7 separate regions of the Mus musculus genome follow, and all the other regions are linked to region 1. The links are chromatin contacts, called in public HiChIP or PLAC-seq, Micro-C and promoter capture Hi-C maps. All regions are on one chromosome and are shown on one strand. Each heading gives the region's core, a stretch centred on a gene start, on an enhancer-like site or on the middle of the called end of the contact. The rest is flanking DNA. Distances are from core to core; before and after follow the strand shown.

What was found. Promoter capture Hi-C pulls out the DNA fragments that hold promoters and counts their contacts. Hi-C and Micro-C count contacts between places; a contact is called where the count stands out from the background. HiChIP or PLAC-seq counts read pairs in DNA pulled down with a chosen protein or histone mark.
Region 2: a Micro-C map of embryonic stem cells shows a contact between it and region 1, with 2.8 times the contacts expected there. The contact joins the promoter of B4galt1 here to the promoter of Dcaf12 in region 1. A contact is called at or near these places in 7 of 39 promoter capture datasets (cranial neural crest, embryonic stem cells, frontonasal cranial neural crest and 4 more), 1 of 484 Hi-C or Micro-C datasets (embryonic stem cells) and 2 of 115 datasets of contacts at active chromatin or transcription factors (the 230-238 cell line and bone marrow-derived macrophages).
Region 3: an HNF4G HiChIP or PLAC-seq map of pancreatic cancer cells shows a contact between it and region 1. The contact joins the promoter of Galt here to the promoter of Dcaf12 in region 1. A contact is called at or near these places in 2 of 39 promoter capture datasets (maxillary cranial neural crest and pre-B cells), 1 of 484 Hi-C or Micro-C datasets (B cells), 1 of 115 datasets of contacts at active chromatin or transcription factors (pancreatic cancer cells) and 3 of 9 other capture datasets (adipose tissue, liver and pancreatic islet).
Region 4: a promoter capture Hi-C map of hippocampal neurons shows a contact between it and region 1, with 6 times the contacts expected there. The contact joins the promoter of Rpp25l here to the promoter of Dcaf12 in region 1. A contact is called at or near these places in 9 of 39 promoter capture datasets (the C10 cell line, the HPC-7 cell line, cranial neural crest and 6 more), 2 of 484 Hi-C or Micro-C datasets (cerebral cortex and cortical neurons), 4 of 115 datasets of contacts at active chromatin or transcription factors (embryonic forebrain, embryonic midbrain, forebrain and 1 more) and 2 of 9 other capture datasets (adipose tissue and liver).
Region 5: a contact with region 1 is called in a FOXA1 HiChIP or PLAC-seq map of pancreatic cancer cells. The contact joins the promoter of Bag1 here to the promoter of Dcaf12 in region 1. A contact is called at or near these places in 8 of 39 promoter capture datasets (cranial neural crest, embryonic stem cells, frontonasal cranial neural crest and 5 more), 2 of 484 Hi-C or Micro-C datasets (CD4 T cells and embryonic stem cells), 6 of 115 datasets of contacts at active chromatin or transcription factors (bone marrow-derived macrophages, effector CD8 T cells, embryonic stem cells and 2 more) and 4 of 9 other capture datasets (adipose tissue, embryonic stem cells, liver and 1 more).
Region 6: a Micro-C map of embryonic stem cells shows a contact between it and region 1, with 2.9 times the contacts expected there. The contact joins the promoter of Nfx1 here to the promoter of Dcaf12 in region 1. A contact is called at or near these places in 3 of 39 promoter capture datasets (cranial neural crest, neural stem cells and second pharyngeal arch cranial neural crest), 2 of 484 Hi-C or Micro-C datasets (both in embryonic stem cells), 5 of 115 datasets of contacts at active chromatin or transcription factors (bone marrow-derived macrophages, embryonic stem cells, extraembryonic endoderm stem cells and 1 more) and 2 of 9 other capture datasets (adipose tissue and liver).
Region 7: a contact with region 1 is called in a FOXA1 HiChIP or PLAC-seq map of pancreatic cancer cells. The contact joins the enhancer-like site here to the promoter of Dcaf12 in region 1. A contact is called at or near these places in 4 of 39 promoter capture datasets (cranial neural crest, frontonasal cranial neural crest, neural stem cells and 1 more), 5 of 115 datasets of contacts at active chromatin or transcription factors (double positive thymocytes, embryonic stem cells, neural tube and 1 more) and 3 of 9 other capture datasets (adipose tissue, embryonic stem cells and pancreatic islet).

The regions. Positions count from the first base shown.
Region 1 is chr4:41,313,466-41,316,551 of GRCm38.p6, reverse strand. Dcaf12 (DDB1 and CUL4 associated factor 12) reads left to right here and starts at 1,651. Exons shown (of 9, transcript NM_026893.3): 1 at 1,651-2,064. The coding sequence starts at 1,987. It overlaps Gm46891 (predicted gene, 46891), which reads right to left and starts at 2,210. Exons shown (of 2, transcript NR_168697.1): 1 at 1-2,210.
Region 2 is chr4:40,852,316-40,855,401 of GRCm38.p6, reverse strand. It overlaps B4galt1 (UDP-Gal:betaGlcNAc beta 1,4- galactosyltransferase, polypeptide 1), which reads left to right and starts at 1,418. Exons shown (of 6, transcript NM_022305.5): 1 at 1,418-2,011. The coding sequence starts at 1,597.
Region 3 is chr4:41,754,034-41,757,119 of GRCm38.p6, reverse strand. Galt (galactose-1-phosphate uridyl transferase) reads right to left here and starts at 1,603. Exons shown (of 11, transcript NM_016658.4): 1 at 1,468-1,603; 2 at 990-1,159; 3 at 698-773; 4 at 559-607; 5 at 309-438; 6 at 125-181. The coding sequence starts at 1,492. It overlaps Gm42274 (predicted gene, 42274), which reads left to right and starts at 1,348. Exons shown (of 2, transcript NR_155499.1): 1 at 1,348-1,951.
Region 4 is chr4:41,711,927-41,715,012 of GRCm38.p6, reverse strand. It overlaps Rpp25l (ribonuclease P/MRP 25 subunit-like), which reads left to right and starts at 1,496. Exons shown (of 2, transcript NM_027278.3): 1 at 1,496-1,552; 2 at 2,199-2,980. The coding sequence starts at 2,240. The coding sequence ends at 2,731. Dctn3 (dynactin 3) reads left to right here. Exons shown (of 7, transcript NM_016890.4): 7 at 1-215.
Region 5 is chr4:40,946,652-40,949,737 of GRCm38.p6, reverse strand. It overlaps Bag1 (BCL2-associated athanogene 1), which reads left to right and starts at 1,444. Exons shown (of 7, transcript NM_001171739.1): 1 at 1,444-2,016. The coding sequence starts at 1,944. Chmp5 (charged multivesicular body protein 5) reads right to left here and starts at 1,185. Exons shown (of 8, transcript NM_029814.1): 1 at 1,062-1,185; 2 at 180-284. The coding sequence starts at 1,130.
Region 6 is chr4:40,969,286-40,972,371 of GRCm38.p6, reverse strand. Nfx1 (nuclear transcription factor, X-box binding 1) reads right to left here and starts at 1,429. Exons shown (of 24, transcript NM_023739.3): 1 at 1,313-1,429. The coding sequence starts at 1,337. It overlaps Gm52692 (a long non-coding RNA gene), which reads left to right and starts at 2,213. Exons shown (of 2, transcript XR_003955193.1): 1 at 2,213-2,770.
Region 7 is chr4:41,025,024-41,028,109 of GRCm38.p6, reverse strand. Nfx1 (nuclear transcription factor, X-box binding 1) reads right to left here. Exons shown (of 24, transcript NM_023739.3): 24 at 2,118-3,086. Among named protein-coding and RNA genes, the nearest start is that of Aqp7, 22 kb to the left of the region's middle. Within about 2 kb of position 1,544, at least 79 of the 459 cell types and tissues checked have an H3K27ac peak or open chromatin away from gene starts, as enhancers often do. A contact at or near this core is called in adipose tissue, embryonic stem cells and pancreatic cancer cells, where this site is marked.

The sequences.
Region 1 (3,086 bases), core at 402-2,901:
AGAACGGCAGATGGGCCAACACAGTTCCCTGGAGGTATGAGGCCTGAAGCTGAAGGGACCAGCAGGTAACTGGGCACCACAGCCTGAGGCCAGTCAGTCTCAAGCAAGAACATCCTGCTTCCTCCAAGGGTTTCTTTGCCTGAGGAAAGTGGAAGCTGGCACTCACATTCCTTCAGGATCTTCGGAAAATGGAGGCAAGGGTGATCCCGCTTTGTTTGGTGACTGGTGCCAGTCCAAACCGGACATGCCAAAAATGACCACTCTCTTTTCTGTGGTTCAAGATTTCACTCCTTAATGGAGATCAAGGCTGGGCTCCGAGAGAAAGGCAGGCAATGGCATGAATTACAGCGATGGGTCTATTTGCTGAAGCACAAGGACAGTGTGACTTTGACCTTGCAGACCTAAAAAGGGTGGCATTTTATGAAAGAAAGTGACTTATTAGATGTGGTTGCACACACCTTTAACTCAGCTCTGGGGAGGCAGAGGCATGTGGAGCTCTATAACTTTTGAGGCCAGATTGATTTATATAACATGCTGCGTTCCAGACCAGCCAAGACTATACACTGAAACCCTGTCTCAAAAAAAAAAGGAAAGAAAGAAAAGGAATAAATAAAAGAAGGGGAAAAGTGACTTGAGGTTTAGACAGGAGTCAAAATAGACAGGGAGCTGGAGAGTAAAGAAGTGGAGAATGGAATCTGGGGACTCCGTATGTGTGGGGAGACCTGTGCCAACAGGCATGTGAGGCAGCCTGCGTTAGCTCTGGTACTTTGATGTGGCAAAAATCTGACCATACTGCTGCCTTCCTACCCTGAATCCATCTTGAAGGAGTGTGATGTGGGGTTCTCTGCCTTCCTTAAAGTGTCTAATCTTTTGTGCCCATTGACAGTTTGTGAGAATGTTGGGGGAAAGTGCTAAATGTGAGGCTACTAGTTACAGGATTAAGAAACGTCTTCTGAGGTATAAGGAAGGGTCAGAACCTGGGCCCTAGCAGCCTTAACTCATTCTCAACAGGCCAACTAAAAGACAAAGTGTAAGGGGAAACTTGAAGAAAGGTGTTAACTCGGTCTCATTGGAAAGAACAACGACGGGACATTCTCTTATCCTAGTCCATCTTAGGGGCTGACGTGTGGTTTGTTTAGGCTTAAAGGCAACAGCTATGCTTAAGTAAGCAGTCGTCGGCAAGGTGTGGTCGCATCCATCATCTGTTCGCCCAGTTTCTCTGGGAAGGTAGTCTGACAAGTTTTCCCAACTGTGATCTATCTTTCCTGGAGTCAAGTTCCTCTATTGGCTGGCATCTGTGCCCTTGTCCTTTCCTTCTCCCAGGAAAACTGCAATTTCTTAGAGTCCAGTGTTTTAATAGTCTGATTGCAATCTGGCAATCAGGGTGTCTAGAATATCTTTAATCCTACCATGATGGTTACAGGTTCAAGATTGGTCCCGCAGCCAGGCAGCTCATGCTTACTTCCGCATGCCAGAGGATGAGCTGGCTGAGGTCGGAAATGTCCCGACAGAAGGCTGGATTCCTTTGGCCACAGCTTAACCGCCATTGGCAAGAGGCAAGCGGAAGTTCTCCGAGGACATCAATTCTCCTTGCTGCGCTTAAGTCCCGCCCTGCTGGTCTGGGCGGTGTCTCCGTGGCGACGTGCTGCTATGTGCGGCTGCGCAGGAGTGACGGGGCGCGGGCGAGTGGGAGGGGGGTGTTTTGGTTCTCGCCGCTCGCCGTCCTTTCCAGACACGGCGGTAGGAAAGCTGCTTGTTCCTGCTTTTCCTTCCCCTTCCCTTCCCCTTCCCCTTTCCCAACCCGGATTTTCCCTTCTTCCATTTACGCGCCTCATTTTGATCGACTGCTGCCCGGGATCCGAGCCATTTTCCGGGCCGGGCGCTCGAAAGCGCGCGGCCCCAGGGCCCGGTTCATGACCCGTCGCCCTGCCGCCCCTTGCCTTCTCCGCCTCATGTGGCTGCGGGGCCACGGCGGCGCTGCCCACTATGGCCCGGAAAGCAGTTAGCAGGAAGCGGAAAGCGTCTGCCTCGCCAGGAGCCGGGAGCGACGCTCAGGGCCCGCAGGTGAGGGCTCACAGGTCTGGGTCATCACCTAGCAGGGGCTTAGGGCGTTCCAGCTGGGTTCAGGAACCTGGGGCCAGGGCGGGACGAGAACCGGAGCCGGGACTGTAGAGCAGTGACCGGTCCTTCTGCAGTGTACTGGCGAGCAGGCGGGCCGGAAGGGTGAGGAGCCAAAAGAAAACTACAAAATGACGCCTTCCGCTGGAAGTCAGCAGCTAGGGATAGAGAGCTTCAGGACCTCCTCGTTCCTGGAGGGAGGAGAAAATGAAGACAAGGGGAATCGGAAGTAAGACCGACCTTCCGAAGTTACTGGGAAGGAGATTGAAGTGGACCTTCCAGTGGCACTAGGAATAAGGGCCGATGGTCTCTTATCAAGGAAACCATCTCCTAAACTGGGTGCAGGCCCCTTTGGCTCTTTAGACATCTAGAAGAAACACCAGGTGTCATCTCTATATTGCCCCCTTTGGAGAGGAAGGCCTCTTGGACTTGGGATTCCGACGCAGGTTACCCCGTTGGTATTTGATTTTTCGAATTCTAAAACTGCCCGCAGCGCAAGTCGCGCGGAGTCAGATGAGCGGCCATTGACTGTACATCCCTGGAAGATCCGAGACCCCAGTCTGGCTCTTTGAGCTATACTCTTTATGCTCTACGGGGTGCACAGGCGGAGAGGGAGAAGGGGGCTGGGTAGAAGTGCAGCCCAGGTGGGTTCTGTAATATGGACTTCATTTCGTAACTATCAAGGACACCTGGGTATATGTTATTTCTGAGCCCTCCACTTTCCTCAAAGGTTTAGTTAACTTTTTTTTGCCCTGTTTATCCATTTTCTAAGTAGTCTTCATTATGAGAGCCTTATTTCAGTGCTAGCCGAGTTAAACTGTACTTTCTGGATTACAAATCTTCTGTTAAATGTTTGATTGTGTAAATCCCGAAGGACGAATTCGTGTTGGTTCTTTTATAAAACGGTCAGACTTCTTGTCTGAAGGAAAAGTGGCCAAACCCCTGATTTCTGATGTTGGCTTTCACAG
Region 2 (3,086 bases), core at 169-2,668, 460 kb after region 1:
GTTTTTTTTTTTTTAAATACTTTCTATGATTGCAACCAAATGTCACTCAGCCTGCTTTCTCATCGATGAATCGGAGACAGTTAACAACCCCTATTACATGGCATATATTGGTTAACAACAAACTCTCCAAACATAGGAGTAGCTAGAATTAGCATTCCCCATCTTAAGGTTCTCATCACATTCAAGGATAAATGGGTCTGAGGCCTCGGGGTCAAGACTTCAAGTGCTTAAATCTTCCAGCTTCCACTTTCAGATCAACAAGGTTAGGTAAAGGAACGCGCAGTGACAAAGTTTTTAGGAGCCCTGAGTTCCACAGCTTATCAGCTGTGAGATTTTACAGGCCATTCATTCTTATTCACTCCAAGGCACTGAAATCTTTGTTTACTACATAGTCTGGGCTGGCTCCAAACTCTGGCTCTTCCTGTCTCCGCAACCAGAGTCTGGGATTACAGGTGTTCACGACCGCGCCTAGATTCCAGTATTCTGTTAAATGGGGACTGTGTTCCAGCGCTGTGTACAACGGGCTGTTCTGTACGCAGGCTTAGGAATTAATGCAGTTTTCTGCCAGTCTCATCCCAACAAGCATGTGTCATCTCCATGTGGCATGCACTAGAGGCCATGTTGCACCTAGAACCAAGTTGGGCAGGTTCCTGAGGTTTCCCAATCCTGCAAACACTTATGTGGGAGTAAGAGTAGAGCAAGATGGTCACTTCCCTAGCAGGACTCAATAAGCAGCTCCTCCACTTTAGCCCCCTCACAGGCAGGCGGACCCAGCTAGGGTAAGTGGATCTTTGGAACGCCCCAGAGAATCCGTCCGCTGGCCTCGCGGGACGTCGAAGCCGGTTTCCTAGACGACCTTTCTCCACTCCATTTTCTCACTATCCCAAGGCTACCGCCTGTCCTCTTGTCCTCACTAGCTGCTGTCCCAGGCCCATACCCGAGTCACTGGGTACGTCAGGAAGTGGTGAGCAGCTCGTTGAACAAGAAGCTGGTTTAGAGAGACTTAAGCTCCACGGTGAACGCTAGGAAGAAAAGCTGAGCGCCGCTGGGTATGGGATGCCCGCTCAACCCAAGGCTGCGGTGGGGCTGGCGGAGCGCCACGTTTAGTCCCCAAGTGTCGCGACGCCCTGCAACCCAACCTCCCGAGGGCCCGCCCCTTAGTGCCTGCCCCCCAAGCTCCGCCCTCCCTTAGCTGCCAGAAAAACCCGGCTGAAGGTTCCGCCCCTCAGTCCCCTCTCCGAGCCTTGTCCCTCATGCCCCGCCCCTCTCGAAAAAGACCCGCTTTGCGGCCCCACCCCTTAGACTCCGCCCCCCCAGGTTCCGCGAACAGCCTTCCGAAACCCGGTTGAGGCCCCGCCCTAGGTCGAGACCACGCCCCCTGCTCATCCGCGCTTGTGGTTCCCGCTGATCTCTCCAAAGTCCCGCGGCCAGGGGTGTCGGCTTTCCGCCGCAGGCGGCCGGTGCTGCGCTAGGTCCTAGCCCCCTCCCCCCGGCCCCTCCTTCGATCGCTGTGGTCGGGTAGCGCCTGGCGGGCGGCCTGCGGGCGGGCCGTCCTCTCAGCCGTAGCCCACCCCCTCTTAAAGCCGCGGCGGGAAGATGAGGTTTCGTGAGCAGTTCCTGGGCGGCAGCGCCGCGATGCCGGGCGCGACCCTGCAGCGGGCCTGCCGCCTGCTCGTGGCCGTCTGCGCGCTGCACCTCGGCGTCACCCTCGTCTATTACCTCTCTGGCCGCGATCTGAGCCGCCTGCCCCAGTTGGTCGGAGTCTCCTCTACACTGCAGGGCGGCACGAACGGCGCCGCAGCCAGCAAGCAGCCCCCAGGAGAGCAGCGGCCGCGGGGTGCGCGGCCGCCGCCTCCTTTAGGCGTCTCCCCGAAGCCTCGCCCGGGTCTCGACTCCAGCCCTGGTGCAGCTTCTGGCCCCGGCTTGAAGAGCAACTTGTCTTCGTTGCCAGTGCCCACCACCACTGGACTGTTGTCGCTGCCAGCTTGCCCTGAGGAGTCCCCGCTGCTCGGTAAGACCCAGGATCTGAGGACGTGGACTCCTCGGATTTCCTCAGTAGGGTTCCAGGGATATTATCCTAAGATCTCTTTCAGGACTGCCAGCCACCAGGTTTTGATCAGAGTGCATAATCCCCAAGAAGGGCTTAATCCTCTTTGGGATGACCCAAAGAGAGGTTGGCTGGTGTCTCAAGAGGCAGGGGCCCTGTTGGGAAACCCCCAGGCTCTTACCCCAGCACCAGACAAGGCCCTGGAGACACCCTTGTTCTGGCCCAGGACTCAGGAAGTTTGAAGTTGGGGTCAGTTTAGAGTAGACTGAAAAGGCTGCTCTGCAACCTTCCCTACCTATAGTAGCAACACCGGCAACCTTCAACCTTCTGAGGACAAGACCGACAGTGAGAAAACCACCTCCCCTCCCCACCACCCTCCACTCCGCCTTAGAACAAGCCACTTAACTTTCTCTTTAAGGTTTCTTTCTGGTAAATGGAGATAATAAACCACACGTATTTTGGAGTTGTTTTGAAGAAGTAAATGAAACATTGTAACTAAGAGTTTAAAGAATGAGGATGAACTCTTAGAAAGTTGCTACAATTGTGGGATTTCCTCCTGTTTGTAGGTGCTGAACCAAGGGGCCTTCTGTCTCCCACCCCAAGTTCCTCCTCCTGATGCTTCCTCTTAACCAAACTGAGCAGGGCCCTCTCCAGGGGCAGAGGGCCTGTGTACTCAGGGGACTGACTGGAGGGCTAAAATTAACCCGGTCAATGGGGCTGCACTTTCCTGGAAATACTTGCCCAGCTGATACCAGGCAGGGGGGCAAGTATATGAGTTTGTGTTCCCAGTACTAGGCGACTGGCCAGGGTAGAACTTTGACTGGAGATCACAGGTAGTGCCAGGTTTTAGAGAATGTTTCGCAGAGTGAATCCCATCTCCCCACAGACAGACAGGCAGGCAGCGTGCTAATAGCTCTGTCTCATTCTGGGAAAGCCTTGGCAGAGCAGGCCTTCCTATAGCCTGTTGCTCAATGTCTCCAATAATTACTTCAATGTTTTCACATCAAGTTTGGGAGGAACCTCTTGGAATTGGCCAAAC
Region 3 (3,086 bases), core at 354-2,853, 440 kb before region 1:
CCATTATCTCTGAGCCTCCGAATTACCAATGTATTTCTTTTGCCCTATCTCTTAATCTAGTAGTCCTGTCCACAATGCCGGTGGACTCAGCCAAGAAAGCCATTAAGGCCTGTCACATACTTGCCTGGCAGTGGGGATGGGGGTTAGAACAGCCCATCATGGCTCCTTTATTTTCAAAGATCTATTGGGTAGAAAGGAGAGAGATATTCAATAGTCACACAGACATCAAGTCAACCCCTCCTCACCATACCCTGTGGAAGCAGTAATGGTTCTCCCCCAAACCAAAGTTACACCTCCCCCTCACAGACCTGCACCCAAGGGTACTGGGCACCCAGCTCCTCTGTGACTGAGGCCCATGCATCGATGACAGCTCGGATCTCAGGGACAGACATGAGTGGCAGCGTCACATCCGACCAGGGGTGGAAGCACATGACCTTACTAGGTGGTGAGGGAAAAATGACATAGGGAAGTGGATTGGGTGCTAAGGGCAGGGCCCAAGCTCAGGTCTTCGTCTTCAGACCTGGGCTGGAGGTTGTAAGAGGGGAAACCCAAAGTTACCAAACTCCTCTGGCGGCCTCTGCTCGGAAGAGAGGGTGGTCACTGGGTCCTGGAATAAAGGAGTATTACTCTCTGTAGCACAGGTACCCGGGTCAGACCCAGTCTCCCTTCTCCCCAACAGTGGTTAAATTGAGGGTACCTGGATCCGGAGCATCGGGCTGCAGAGCCGGGAAGTCATTGTCAAACAGAAAGGTACCATCATAGTGGGGATTCACCTACTGACAAGAATAGGCTAGAAATACTACCTGACGGAATTCAAGGGCTATCCAGGCTGCAACGGGGGCGAGGAAGGCCCCACTCAAAGGATCAAAATTGCTTGCCCGGAAATGACCCAAAAGGAGGCGCACTGCTCCCCCTTGTGGGCGAAGGGTAGTAATAAGGAAGAAGGATTTTTTTCCTATCCCAGTTGGTGGCTGTGTATTCGGGCTTACCTCCCCATTAGCTCGTGTGGCCCCGGGACACAGAGGGTTGAGTGGGTCGTGGCGGGGCACTGTCTTCAGAAGCTGGGGCTCCACTTGTCCTTGCCAGGGCCGCTTCATGCGATGAGCCGACACTAACACCCACTCGTCCTGGAGCGGGTTGTAGCGAATATGCTGGTGTTCTGGGGAGAGACAAGGATCAGTCAGCAAAACTCCCTGTCTCTCTCTTCCCCGAGTGGCTCTAATGCCCTAGCAGGCCCAAGTACAGGGACGCTCGGTCGGCGCAGTGTTTCTAGAAGCTATAGGCTGGCGGAGGGGAGTTAAAGGGTTAAACGCTTTCCGTGCCACACGGCCTGCAAGCCCCTCCTTCCCTCGCCCGCCACCCTGGCCTCGGGTAGGAGTGCCGACCTTGACTCTGGGACTAGAACTTCCTACGGAAAAGGAAGGCTCGGCTCCGCACCGTAGCGGGTCCAGGCCGCCCAGCAATTACCGCTCGCCCGGAAGGTCGCTGCCATGGCGTCCGCCTCTGAAGCCTGCTGGCGCTGCTCAGGATCGGCTCCGCTATGCGACGTGAGGCCACACGAATTGACCTAAGGTACACAAGGTGAGCGCCCCATTCCATGTCTCCCCCCGCCCACCCTGGATGATTGGCTAGTCGCCAACACGTGACGGTGGGGGCACAGCCTGCCACTTGAGGGCGGGGCTCGGGACCGCCACGCTCACTTCCCCAGGTTGTTTTGATGATTCTCCTGCACACCGGATTGTAGCTACTTCTCTGGAGAGCATCTGTGAAAACTGGTTGCTGTGTCCATTCGTCCCGCCACGGATTCGGGTTGCTTGCACGACATTAGGGCTATTTATTGGAGCATGACATATCAGCTTCACCACTCAAGGACACTCCTGCCAGCAGCCTTTAACTGCCAATAGTCCATCAGAAAGGGCGGAGCCTCGTGAGTGCACCGCCCCCCAAACCGGTAAGAAACCTCTATGGGTCCATTCTCATGTTTTGTGCAGGTAACCACAGGTGTAGTGAGTTCTTGTGTTTGCACATCAGGCCCTGTCCTGTTCAGAAGACATCGTTTTTACTGAGCATCTTAACCGTGTGCCAGGCACCTAGGTTCTGTGTGGAGCATAGAGACGCCCTGTGCAAAGACCAGCAGCATTCTGAACTCATGACCTGGGTCACCTGCGGAGCTGCTGTGTGTGGTTAAGATGCAAGTTGTGGAGAGGGGGTGGAGGTGAGGAACTTGATCATACTATAGATGAAGCCTGCAGCCTGGCCCTTCAGGTATTGCCCGGATGTGTGAGTATTTCACTGTAACTATGCCTCTAGCCTCAGGAGCAGAAATAAGGTTAGATAAAGAGAACTGAGTAAGTATAGGGTGTGGTGGTACACACCTGTAATCCCAGCACTCCAGAAACAGAGACAGTAAACTTACAAGTTCAAGTTCAGCCTGCGCAGTTATACATAACAAGGCCCAATCTATATAAAAGTAAACCAAACGGCCAGTGGTGGTGCACACCATTAATCCCAGCACTTGGGAGGCAGAGGCAGGCAGATTTCTGAGTTCGAGGCCAGCCTGGTTTACAGAGTGAGTGCCAGGACAGCCAGGGCTACACAGAGAAACCCTGTCTCGAAAAAAAAAAAAAAAGTAAACCAAAAGACAGTAATGTGTGTGTGTGTGTGCGCGCGTGTATGCGTTTGTGCATACATACCAGGCACAGTGATGCATTTGCCTATAGTCTCAGCTACTCTAGAAGCTGAAGCAGAAGATCAATTGAGCCCACAAGTTCTAGACCATCCTGGCCAATATAGTGAAGCCAATTTCAAAAACAAGCAAAAGGCCATCAGTATTTGAAGGGCAGAGACAGGCATATCAATGAGTAGCCTGGCTACATAGAACATTCTAGGCTGTTGAGGTTTGGTCTGTTGCTATGTATTATGATGCAAAATACTGGCTGGGGAGGTGGGGAGCTGGAGAGATGGCTCAGGGATTAAGAGCACCAACTGCTCTTCCAGAGGTCTTGAGTTCAATTCCCAGCAACCACATAGTGGCTCACAACCATTTGTAATGGGGTCTGTTGCCCTCTTCTGGTGTGTCTGAAGAA
Region 4 (3,086 bases), core at 247-2,746, 400 kb before region 1:
AGTCATGATCTGTACTCCCTGTCAATGTATTTATTCCAGTGACAATAAACTTGAACGACCACTAAAGGAGCCTGTTGGCCTGCTGATGTAAGACGGGCTCAGCTGTGAGGATTTGGGAGGTGAAGGGGAGAGCTGTCAACCCCTTGGGGTGGGGCCAGGAGCTATACTCCTGATCTGGTTTGCGGAGAGATAAAGAGTTCTTACATCATTTGACTGATACAGTGGGGCATTGTATATTTATTTACCCCATACTTGCCAATTACCCTCTAAATATCATCCTATGGTAAGGAGGGCACAGGAGGGACGCCTATACCTCACAGGGTTTGGGGAAGACCAGGTGGGCCCACATGTCAGATGGTCATGGAGGAGCAGGCAGGGACGTTCAGAACCAAGGCAGCACAGCCTTGTGTCTACATTATACCAGTAGCCAGAGAAGGAGCCCAAGAGGTTTGGATGTAGGAAATTTTAGGAATGGGGGAGAGAAAGCAGGGAGAAACAGCTATAAAGCAACGCGCTCCACCAAATGTATGCTGCCCTCTTGTGGTCTGAGGGAGTGCCTTGGCGCCTTCAAGTGCCTGTATGGCACCCAACCTGTGGAGTTGTCAGCATCTCAAATGCAGCGTGTCCAAACTGATCTGAAACTAGCATTTACCCTAGACTATTCTACCGGAAGAGTCGCCCGTTCTTCCCCAAAACTTCATCAGAGTTTTCTCTCTCTCTTTTTTTTTGAGCTTTTCGAGACAGGGTTTCTCTGTGTAGCCCTGGCTGTCCTGGAACTCACTCTGTAGACCAGGCTGGCCTCGAACTCAGAAATCCACCTGCTTCTGCCTCCCAAGTGCTGGGATTAAAGGCGTGAGCCACCACTGCCCGACTTCATCCAAGTTTTCTATCAAGTTTCTACCATCCTCAATTCTTGCTGTTTCTGTGGTTAGCATATCATCGGACAAATATTGGAGGGCCTATTTTACTCTGGATACTGAACTAGGCTCTGTGGGCACGCCCCCGTGGCCGAAGCGCTACGGTGATGTTGAGTACAGCCCCTTCCAGGGTCACCAGTAGCTGTTGCCCCGACTACCGGATCCACCCAGCTTATACACCAATCCTCTCAGCCAATGAGTTATGCACTCGCTTAGATCCTCCTGAAAACCGCCGGGGTCGTCCAGTGTCCCAGGATGAGAAGAAAGCTCAGGACTCCGTAAATAAGAGTCTCACCTGCTTTTATCCACCAGGGGCTTCGCTTTCGCTGCTCCGGTGTGTCAGCAGGTGACGCATGCCGTCCATCTTTTAAAGGCACAAATCTGCGTTCTTCGGGCGCAAGACTCCTCCGATAGCCGTTCCTTTCCCGGGTGGGCCCTCTGCAGGTAGCGGGGTGCTCCGGGATCAACGCGCCGACCGCTGGAGGCCGGCCAGATGCCACCATCACAGGCGAACAGCAGCCCGGGTTTCTCTCAGGCCCCGCCCCCTGCGTGCGCGGCCCCGCGGCTCCGCGCGCTCCCGGTCTGCGCGCCATCTTGGCTACTCCGTGAGGGTCGAGCGTCTACTGGCGACCGTGGTAAGAGCCAAATCCCAGGAGATGGGGACTCAGAGCTGGGGAAAGGGGAAATGCCTGCTGCCTGAAACAGCGGCCCACGATTGGGGAGCCCGCCAACCGCTCACGAGTGGTCCGAAGCAGCTCTCCGGTCGAGTTCCCGAGTGGCCCTGTTCAAGCCAGCCTACTCTATTAATGTGGGGGTGAGGTCTTCTCTGCCCCCATGCACCCCGTGCTCGTAGGCAGGGTCGATTCTTTCTTTGGGGAGTACTTTCTTGGGGAGTGAGGCCTCGTGGCTGTGCCCCAGGGAGTTTGGAGCCAAGAGTCTCTGGAAGCACAAAGTAAGGGAGCCTTGTCCCAGTCCTTGCAGCCTTGTGAGGAGAGCCCGCCTGTTCTTGGCAAGTTGTGGGCGAGGGGTCTGGGACCTAGCCCCCAGGAGCTTGAGATCATAAAGAAGTACAGGCCTACCCACCAGAGAGCCTGGTTTGGGGGAATTTGGTCTTGCCCGTGTTAGAAACTCGTGGATGTATTTAGAAAGGGGTCTAAGGACTCGATAATTCTTGGCCCCAGCCTTGAGACGCTGGGGTGAGGAACAAGGCGATAATCTGGAGGGAGTGATGGAGGATGGACCTGGTCATGTTCCCGCCACTCATCTGACTCTTACCCGCAGTGCATATCCAGAGAGAGACCCACCAACGTCGCGAGGGCAGAATGGAACAGTACCGGAGGGCCGGCTCTGTAGAGCTTCCAGCCTCATCACCAATGCCCCAGCTACCTCCTGACACTCTGGAAATGCGAGTCCGAGATGGGAGCAAAATCCGAAACCTGCTAGGGCTGGCGCTGGGTCGTTTGGAAGGGGGAAGCACCAGGCACGTGGTGTTCTCAGGCTCTGGCCGGGCTGCTGGAAAGGCTGTCAGCTGTGCAGAGATTGTCAAAAGGCGGGTTCCGGGCCTACACCAGCTCACCAAGCTCCGCTTCCTGCAAACGGAGGACAGCTGGGTCCCAACTTCACCAGACACGGGACTAGACCCCCTCACAGTCCGACGCCACGTGCCTGCGGTGTGGGTACTGCTTAGTCGGGACCCCTTGGACCCCAGTGAATGTGGCTACCAACCCCCAGGTGCACCTCCTGGCCTGGGTTCCATACCTAGTCCCAGCTGTGGCCCCAGACCCCGAAGGAGGGCTCGGGACACCCGGTCCTGAAGATCTGCTGCGCCTGACTGTTCTCTAGACCTGAATATCTGTGCCTTCTCTAAGAAGAGCTTGTGCCGGCAAGGCTTAAGTCTACCGAACTTGCCCCTCCCCTCCGGAATGTGGGGTGGAACTGTTAAAAAGACTGGCGTGGGTCAGTGCTGAGTTAAAGACTGCTTGAGAAGGGCTCACTCTGTCTCTACATCTCACTTGCCTTTTCTGACGTCCGACTAGGGAAGGGAAATAAAGGTTATGCCTGTTTGTTTGGCCTGTTGTGTAAGTGGGACTGCTGACTGGGGGGCCTGGCTTTATCCCAGGAGCTCCTGGGCTGGAAGCAGGAAGGATGCGGATAGGTTGGCACTGGGTG
Region 5 (3,086 bases), core at 195-2,694, 370 kb after region 1:
ATCTTCTACCTACCACATTAAAACCCAGCCTCCCTCTTGTATATGGCTGTAGCTTCTGTTCCCTGAAGAACAGGTCCTCACAAGTAGCTTCTCTTTACCAGATTTCGTGTATTTTTCTTGTATCCTTCACCAGTCAGTCCCTTCACAGTACTTCCTACAACAGTTGTCACCAGCCTTACCTTAGCAGGACCCTCTCTCATCTTCTTGATTTGATCCTTATATTTCACTAGTTCAGCATCCAGCCGGGAAATCTTTTTGTCAATGGATTCTGCCCTGCTATCCACCTTGGAAGAAAACATCACATGCAGTGGTAATTATTGTAATATGTTTACATGGAAAGGGGCAGAAAGAGAGGGATATGCAAAAGAAAAAAGGAACAATATAGCAAAGGGCAGAAAATAGGGTTTTTCTTAAGGGTGGGGAATTCCAGCCCGAACCATTGGAGGGCTTTCATAAACTCTCTCCCACCTCCTAGATTCTGATATAGCAGCCCTCTCTTGAGGAAAACGATTTGGGATTCTCTCCGCTGGCTGAGATTTCCCAAGTAGGAGAATAGTCAGTTTGGGACTCTGCATGAACGTGCGTGGAATGAACCAATCAACACAGGCTAAGATGAGATCTAAAACCATTTCCGAGATCAGGTTTAATCTGGAAGGGCCAAGATTCAGAATTCTATGCTACTCAGACCCAGGACTAAGGTACAGATATGTTAACCCTGACATGGGTAAGGGGAGAAGAGTGAAAAAGGGTTTTTAAAAGGCCAGGTTAGACAAAGTGGGGTGTAGTGACATAGGGTACGTAGGTTGGAATGTGGGAACCAAAGCGAGGAAGAAGGGGTGGGGCACAGTGGGCATCGGAAAGAGCTAAGTGCAGTAAGGGCGAAAGAATGATGAGATTAGACTGTCTGGTCTCTGGGGTCAGGAATGACCTGGAAAACAGGGATGAAAGGGGTGGGGATGAAGAAGACTCAGGTTTAATGGGCCCGAACCAGGAATGGGGTGGAGTACGAATTCGGGATGGACGGGTCGGAGTGTCAGAGGTATGCAAAGTCAAATGCCCACCGTCCCAATGCAGTCCGTCAAGCTAGGTGGCGGAGCCTTGGGTTTCGCTTTTCCGAAGAATCGGTTCATCTTGGCCGGCTGCGAGGAAACCCAAACACTGGAGGAAAACCAGAAACGGAAGCGTAGTCGCTCTGGTGTCAATTTCCGGCTTCCCCCACCCCATGCGCAGGCGCAGAGTGCTCGCCCGAGTCTCCCGATCCCTTTTCCGTGTTTTCAGCTCCTCCTTCCGGAGAAGGAGCGCGGAGCTCTGGGAGAGGTGGAAAGACTTCTGAAGGAGGGGCTTATGAGGAGGGATAGGGCGGTGCCTTGGCGGAGTGGGTGGGGCTTAGACGCGGCTGGGCGGATAGGGCGGGGCCTGAAGCAGGGTCAGTTCCGAGGGCGTGGCGAGTAGATGGGGCGGAACTGGTGAGTAGTGGGGCGGGGTTGCAAGGCTGCGCGCCCGGTAGCCACCGCTGCGCTGTGAACAAACGCGGCCTGGCGGGTCGCAGCGCCGCGCGGCGACCGCGAGGCGACCGGGAGCCGCTGGGACCCAGGCTGCGCGCCCCTCGGCCTGCCCGGGAGCCGCGCCAGTCGGAGTCCCGGGCCGAGCGGGGCTTGCCTCCCTCTCAGCGTTCCTCTGTGCGCAGTGCAGCCAGCGGGCATGACCGATCCACCAGGGGCGCCGCCGCCGGCGCCTGCAAGCCGCGGGTGAAGAAGAAAGTCCGGCCCCGCTCTTCTCAGAGCGAGAAGGTAGGGAGCAGCAGCAGGGAGTTGACTAGAAGTAAGAAAGTGACCCGTAGCAAGAACGTGACCGGGACCCAGGTAGAGGAGGTGACCAAGATCGAGGAGGCGACCCAAACCGAGGAAGTAACTGTGGCAGAAGAGGTGACCCAGACCGACAACATGGCCAAGACCGAGGAGATGGTCCAGACGGAGGAAATGGAAACACCCAGACTCAGCGTGATCGTCACCCACAGTGAGCGCCAAGGAGGGTTCCGTAGATCGGGTTGGGATATGTGGGTTTGGCCACATGTAGTCTTGGGAGAAAGAAACATGGGTTCTTGGCTATATATATTTGGGGATGTTTTTGCTTAGGGCTGGTGTCAGGACATCTTTCCCTGTGGCCGGTCCCTGGACACTTATTGGATCCTCTATTTGGAAGCAAAGTTGAGTGTGTAACGCTAGTAATCGTGGGTCTTTGTGTCAGGCTTATATTAGGCCTTCTTGTGTGTAGAACTTCCGTGGTTCTGGACATCCACCAGTGTAAAGAGTACGAACTTGGTGCGTGATCCCGCTGTTCCTTATTTACTGAGTAGTGTTTTTGTTGGATGTCATAGAACCGCAGGTTCAATGGGCCGTGAGTCCAAGAGTTACTTTCTGGACATCTGGTTACATCAACACAGAACTAAAAACCTTGGGAAGTACACGAGAAAGCTGAAGCCATGACATTTCCTTAGAATCAGTTAGGAAAGACTAACAACAAACTTTGCTACCTAAACCATGGCTCTATATCCAGCAGTTTTATGAAACTTTGAGATGAATCCCCACCCCCACCCCCCCAAAGGCCTCTTGATGTCTGATCTGTGAGGCACAAATAGGAACTAGGACTCCTTCTGACTCTTGACTGGTTGGGAGCGCAATCTAAAGGTGGATTTGAACTCCACTTACTTAGAAAAGATTGAGTACCTGTTTTAAAACAAAAGAAAAAACCTCTCTGTTGTTGGATTGGTTTCGTTTGTTTGTCTTTGCTAACTAACCATTAACTATGGTGTACATAGGTGTACCCAGTATGAAAGACTTGGAGGAAAACAGTCCCTTGCTGGTGACATCAGGGAAAACAAGACCAATGCCATAGAGACAATAGGACAGCCATGCCACACATGAGGCAGGCAACTTGTGATAGAAAAGTGTGGGCTTTGATGCAAAGCTGGATGCAAGGTCAAATTCTGAGTCAGCAGTTGAAGGTTTCCCCGAGCGAGTCTTAATTAGACTGATAGCTGTTTTCTAATGGTGTCCTGAGGTTTTGAGATAGTGCATAGAACAAGT
Region 6 (3,086 bases), core at 180-2,679, 340 kb after region 1:
TTTTCAGGAAGAGCAGGCCATTATGTCAAATCTACACAGTGGGTTGTGACAAGTCGTCATCGTGGTCTTCTTCTTAATAGTAATGTTAAGAGTATGTTGTTGAGAGTAAAAGAAACCTCTGCTTCTCGGCCTCCAACCCCATCTTCCCAGACAGGATCTCACTATGTAACCCTGGATGGTCTGCAACTATGTAAACCAGGCTGGACTCCAACTCGAAAGATCCTCCTGTTTCGCCCTCCCGAGGGCTGGGATTAAAGATGTGCGCTACCATGTCTGATAGCACTGAAACATTTGGTTTACTTTAAAAACAAAAAAACTTTTCTTTTAATCTTGTGTTCCTGTTTTAGCAAGGGTGCTTTGGGGGGACAGGGACGGGATATATGCCACGTGTTTGCTGATGCCCTCCGTGGCCAGAAGAGGGCGTCAGATCGCACAGCTTTCCAGGTGGTTGTGCAAGCGAACGTGACTGCTCTGTTGAGGAGCTACTGTTCTTAAACACTTGAACTAGCGCCCCAGCTTCTCGGTTCACATTTACATTTAGGTAAATGTGTACTAATACCCCATGCAAAACGTTCCTTTTTTTTTTTTTTTTTTTTTTTTTTTTTTTTGCTGTCCACAAAATTTGAAAGCCCGGATTGACCAATACACCTTGAAGAAAATGGAAATAGCTTATACGAACAGTCAAATGAGGCTGTCTCTACCACAGGGGTAGCTCCAGGAGGGAGAGTGAGCCAACAATCAGGGAGAGAACAGGGAGGGTCTGGGAATTAGCTTACTACTCCAGGCTGACAGATGAGGTAACTGAGACTGGATCACGTCACGCACCTCAATATGGGATTTCACACCCCCTCAGGACTGGGCCCGCTGGCTGGCTGGCCCGCGCGCGCGGAACCCGCCACTCCGAGAGGTAAAGAACACACCCCTAGCACAGCGCGCAAACTCGCTGGCCTCCAGGGCCCGCTACGGAGAGTCGCCTACGCCCGGCCGGCCGGCCGTCCGCCCGCCCGCCCGCCCGCCGGACTCTGCTCCGCGCGGCCTCGGGAAGGCCGGAAGGAGCCCCGCGGGGGGCGCCAGAGGCCCACGTCCGCTCCCTTGGCGCCGGGACCCGCCCGCTCTCCTCGGAAACCCAGGGGCCGAGCCTCCCCATCCCGTGGAAGATGGAGGAGGGTTCCGTACGTGCAGCGCGCGTGGCTTGGCCCTCGCGAGCCACTGTCCCCGCGCAGCACGCACCCCACTTGCCACCGCAATGGCCCGCACCCTTCGGACTAGACTGCTAGACCCTAGGGGTCCCGCGCGGGAAACGGGACAGTACCTGAGACCGGAGGCGCCTCCGCCATCCCGTGCCGCAGCACCTCAAGCGAGCCCCGCCACCGAGCGAAGGCTGTCACCTGGTCACGTGTCCCGGATTTCCGGCGCCGAGAGACTAGTCGCTCCTACGCGCCCGGGGACAGCCAAGGGGGTGGTGCTACCTGAGCACACAGTGAAATGGCGCATTTGGGACGTCAGACAAATGCGCCGGCCCGGGTGCAAGCGGGGTTTGCGGGGGGGACACGAGTGGCTGGAGGAGACCCACCCGGACCGCAGGATCTACTGCCCCCAACTTGCGTAATTGCTTTTCGAGAGCTGCTGGGTTCTCCAGCTGCTACGCCTTTTTGTCAAGTCCTGCCATCCGCCCGGCTTCAAATGACCTTCAGCTAAGAGGCGGCCTGGAGCGGCTCACGCAGGCGACGAGGGGGGGGGGGGCGCTGTAGTAATCAAAGGGCATTGTGGAGGAAAAGACTGCAAAACAATAAAAGGTTACCTGCCAAGGGTTAGGTAGCCCACGACTTCAGGACCTGGGAGGCTGGATCGGGGGTGGGATGGGAGTGGGATGTAGTGAGTTCCAGGTCCTGGGCTACCTATCCCTGTCTGTGTAAAACGAAACACAGTATCTAAAGGACTAATAGCAAATGAGCCACAAACCGGTAGGCAAGTAACAAATACAAATGAACACCAACTGAGGTAGACAGTTTGAAGTTACTGTGTTTTTTTTTTTTTTGGAGGGGGGGGGAGAGTGGGGAAAGGGTGTCCTGATGTAGCCCCTGTTGGTATTCAGGCATTCTGCTGGCCTGCCCCCAGGACCCTAGCAACCACTTAGACCTGCCTCCACCGTGTGTGATAGGTGTGTGCTGCGTCTAAAGAGACGCCCCCAAGCGTCCCCCCCCTCCCCCCCCCCGCCACCCAGCAGCTGTCTATTGTCAGCGTCCGGTCCCCTTCTCTCTGCCCCATGGCTTTGCTCCTGTCTGTCTGACTGGCTCCATGCCTACTTGTCTGCCTCTATTCCTTTCCTAGGCCCTCACTCCTCTTCTCCCAATAAACCACTTTTACTTCAGGTCTTGTTTGCATGACGTAATTTCTCAAGGTTGTACCTTGGCACGGGCCTTGCAGTAGGATCTTCTCTGTCTCAGCCTCTTTTATAGTAAAATATAATCTTCCAAGGTGAGGTGTGGTGACTTAGACTTTAATTCCAGCACTCTGGCAGCAGAGACAGTAGTTCTCTGTGAGTCTGAGGCTAGTCTGATCTACATAGTGAGTTCCAGGCTAGCCAGAGCAACAGTACAACACTGTCTCAAACATTCTCCACGATGTGACCATTTTGGTTACAGGGCTTCTGCACTTCTTTCTAATATCTACAGACTAAGAAGCCTTCGACTGGGTGGCTTAGCCTGCCCCTAACCGAGCACATTTAGGAATCCTTCAGGAATTATATTTGAAAATCGGCCTCAGAAAGGTGAGACACGAAACCGTTGTATTTGTACTACCTGCAGTAGTGAGATGATGATGATGAGAGAGACAAGAGGAGGGAGTGGAGGGGAGAGAACAGACGTTTGTGGGCAAGTTGCAGAGTCAATTGGCATCTTTGGAATTTAGTAGGCTACACACTACTTATTTTCAAATGACATCGTACTCCAGAACCTCGGAGCACAGCAAAGGCCAATGTATAATGTTTAACAAAGTCAAATGAAGATAGCAATTTATCATTAACGCCAAAGTTAACCAGCCTAAAAACCCAAATGATCATTATCTCTGACCAGAAGTTCCTGATG
Region 7 (3,086 bases), core at 295-2,794, 290 kb after region 1:
AGTGGGGTCAGTGAAAGCTCCAGCCTTGCCAGGGCCACCTGACCACAGCTCCATTTCTCCCCACCCCCATGCCACCTGCTGAGACTGTGCAGGTCTGGGCTGGTGGCTTAGCTGCTCTGATGCCCTGTGGCATGCCGACTCTCCACTTCCCCTTATGATGGCTTGGCACAGCACACAGGTGAGAATCATTGGCTCACTGGGAGGTAGCAGAATCTGCCCAGCACATGGGTAGGAACCATCACTCCCGCCCTATGGATGCTGAACCCGATACCCACTGTAGGCAAAGTGTCTGGGTCAGAGGAACCTGGTCACCTTGGTGTTCAGTTGGGCTCTCGGCCCCCACATCTCCTAAGTCTATTCGCCAGAAGAACAAGCTACAGGCTTCCTGGACCATAGGAAAGGAATTCCAAGTGAGTTCTACTCATGGAAGCTAGGGCCCCAGCTCACTCTTTGAAGACGTACCTTCTTCCTGACCCTCACCAGCCCTGATCCCTGATTGGGGTCACACAGTGTTATCCCAATGACTGTTTCTTTCAAGCTTGTAAGCTGAGGGACCAGAGTGGCTTCCAGAATTCCTGTGGAACCCTGGGTTCTAAAATGCCATGAGCGATGGTACAGAAGATGTATGCAGAGGCCATGTGCTGTGTGAGAACTTTCTCTTGGGTGTGGGCGACTAAGGTTAGGTCAGTGAAGACCGAGGTGCTGGCCTGGTCTGGTCATGTCTCTTTTAGAAGAGGAGTTGAGTTTCCCTTTCAGTCAGGAATTCAGAAGTCTAGCCGTATGGGAAGGGATCCTCAATACGGTCAGGCAGGACCCAGAGCTGTCTCTCACAGACCTGCCAGCAGGGAGGCTTCTCTTCAGCTGTACACAAAGCATCTCTCTGTTCACTTGGACGGCCCTAAGGTTGAAAGGAGCCAGCCATGCTGGACAGTGAAATTACTAAGAACTCAGTCTCTGGAACTCTCCGACCCATAGACTAGTGAAGAAGACCCATGAGAAGCCTTCAATGGGGCCTGGGCTCCTCTTGGGGACAAGAGAGAAACAAGCTTCCTGGTGAGCCTTGGCTTATGATCCTACTTCCCTGACCCGAATTTCTGCCTTAGAGGCAGCCCCACCATCTCAGCTGAGCTACTTCTGTAGCCTCCTGGGCTTCTTGCCTCAAAGCAGCCTTCGCGTTCTCCCCCACACACTTCTGCCTGAGGTCAGGGGGACAAGTCTATGATGACATTCAGACCTTTCTCTTTTTAATTTTACGATGGCTTGGGAAGGCAGAACTTTTTAAAAAAATGTTACATTTTAAAATTTTAATAAAATTTAAATTAATACATTTTATTATTTTATTTTGCTGTATGAGAGTATCAGATGCCCTGCAACAGGAGTTACAGACAGTTGTGAGCTGTCATCTGTGTGTTGGAGATTGAACCCTGGGTCCCCTAGAAGAGCAGCCAGTGCTCTTATCTGCTGAGTCATCTCTGCTGATACAGCCTTGCTGCCTGCTTTTGCCTATGGCCTCATGACTCAGAAGCTAGTCGCCGTCTATCAGCCTCAGGCCTCAGCACTAGCTCTCCTTTGTCTCTCACCAGATGTCATTGTATCCACGACTAGTGTAGACAAAAGACACACTCTTCCCAGACCTGAGTGTTGTGCTCACAGACGCTGCATCTCTGATGCCCAGGTTGTGACTCCTGTAACCCTCACATCCCAGGCCAAGCAGGAAGGCCCCACTCTACCAATTGGCGGTGCTAGAATTCCCTGGGCTCTGATCCTCAGCTCAGAAGTCAGAGTTCCCTTTCTTGCATGCACAAATCACCCTCTCAGACCCTGGACGACAGCTGTTGACTTCCTGTTCTGTGTGAGGCCACAGACCCTGTACTGAACAGGCCCAAGAGACTGACTCTGCTCTTCCCATCACTTGTCTCCTGTCACCTGTCCCTGCTGCCATGTCCCCGTAATTTCCATGGAGACTGGTTTTTCCTTTAGCCTTCCGTGTCTCTCAGCTGGGTTTGGTGAGAGCCTGCAATGCCAGCACTTAGGCTGAGGAAGGACTGTCGAGGGTTTAAGATCTGAACGGCTTAAGCAACTTAGCGAGATCCTGTCTCAATAAACAAAATACAAGTAAAAATTAAGTGCCTTGTTTAATGATTTCAAGTTTTGGGAGGCTCAAAGTTTATTTTAAAGCAAAAAGAAGCCAGGTGGTAGTGGCGCATGCCTTTAATCCCAGCACTCAGGAGGCATAGGCTGGTGGATCTCTCTGAGTTTGAGGCTAGCCTGGTCTACAGGAGCGAGCTCCAGGGCAGCTAGGGCTACACAGAGAAACCCTATCTTGAAAAAACAAACCAAAACCAAAAGACAACAACAAAGATAAGTCCAGCCTATGGAGAAGAGGGGCCACACAGATGGGCACAGTGGAGACTGAAGAAGGCCTACAGTAGGATGCTTGGCGTAAACTCTGGACTGTCCACATACTTTGAATATTTGAACAGTGGTTCAGAGCTCAGATGCAGAGAGAGTCAGCATGGCTGCTGAAAGCCTAGGAAAAAAGCAACCCAGTACCGCTGTCTATGCGAGAGTCTCTACCAACCACAGAGGACTTAGGGCTACAGTGGACATGGTCATAGACCCACATTGTGAACATGGCGAGAGAGCTGGTCCCAAGTTCTTACCATTATGAGAGACAGTTAAACTGTCCCGGGGTAGGCTTGGTGACATGCTGAAAGAATGCCAGGGATTTGAGAAAACGGAACTCTATAAAGCAACCTAACCAGTCTAGAGACATCCGGGAGCTTTTGGATAAGATGGGTAGGTTTAAGACACACGATTGCAGACATAGTTTTACCAATGGTCAGGGCTTCACGTCTTTCCTCATGAGGAAGGTGAGGCCCACCAGAACAAATGGGACAACCAGACTATGGCTAGGTGCCACAAAGTCAGTTTGGGATAAAAATTCTGATTTATCCAAATAAAAGCTGATACTCCCCCAATCTCTTAGTAATCACAGTGATATGTGAGGAGCCTCTTCAAACACATGATTAAAAATCCAGTGGCCACACAGCCAGAGGTCTGTGGACAGGCCCAGACAGGGGGTT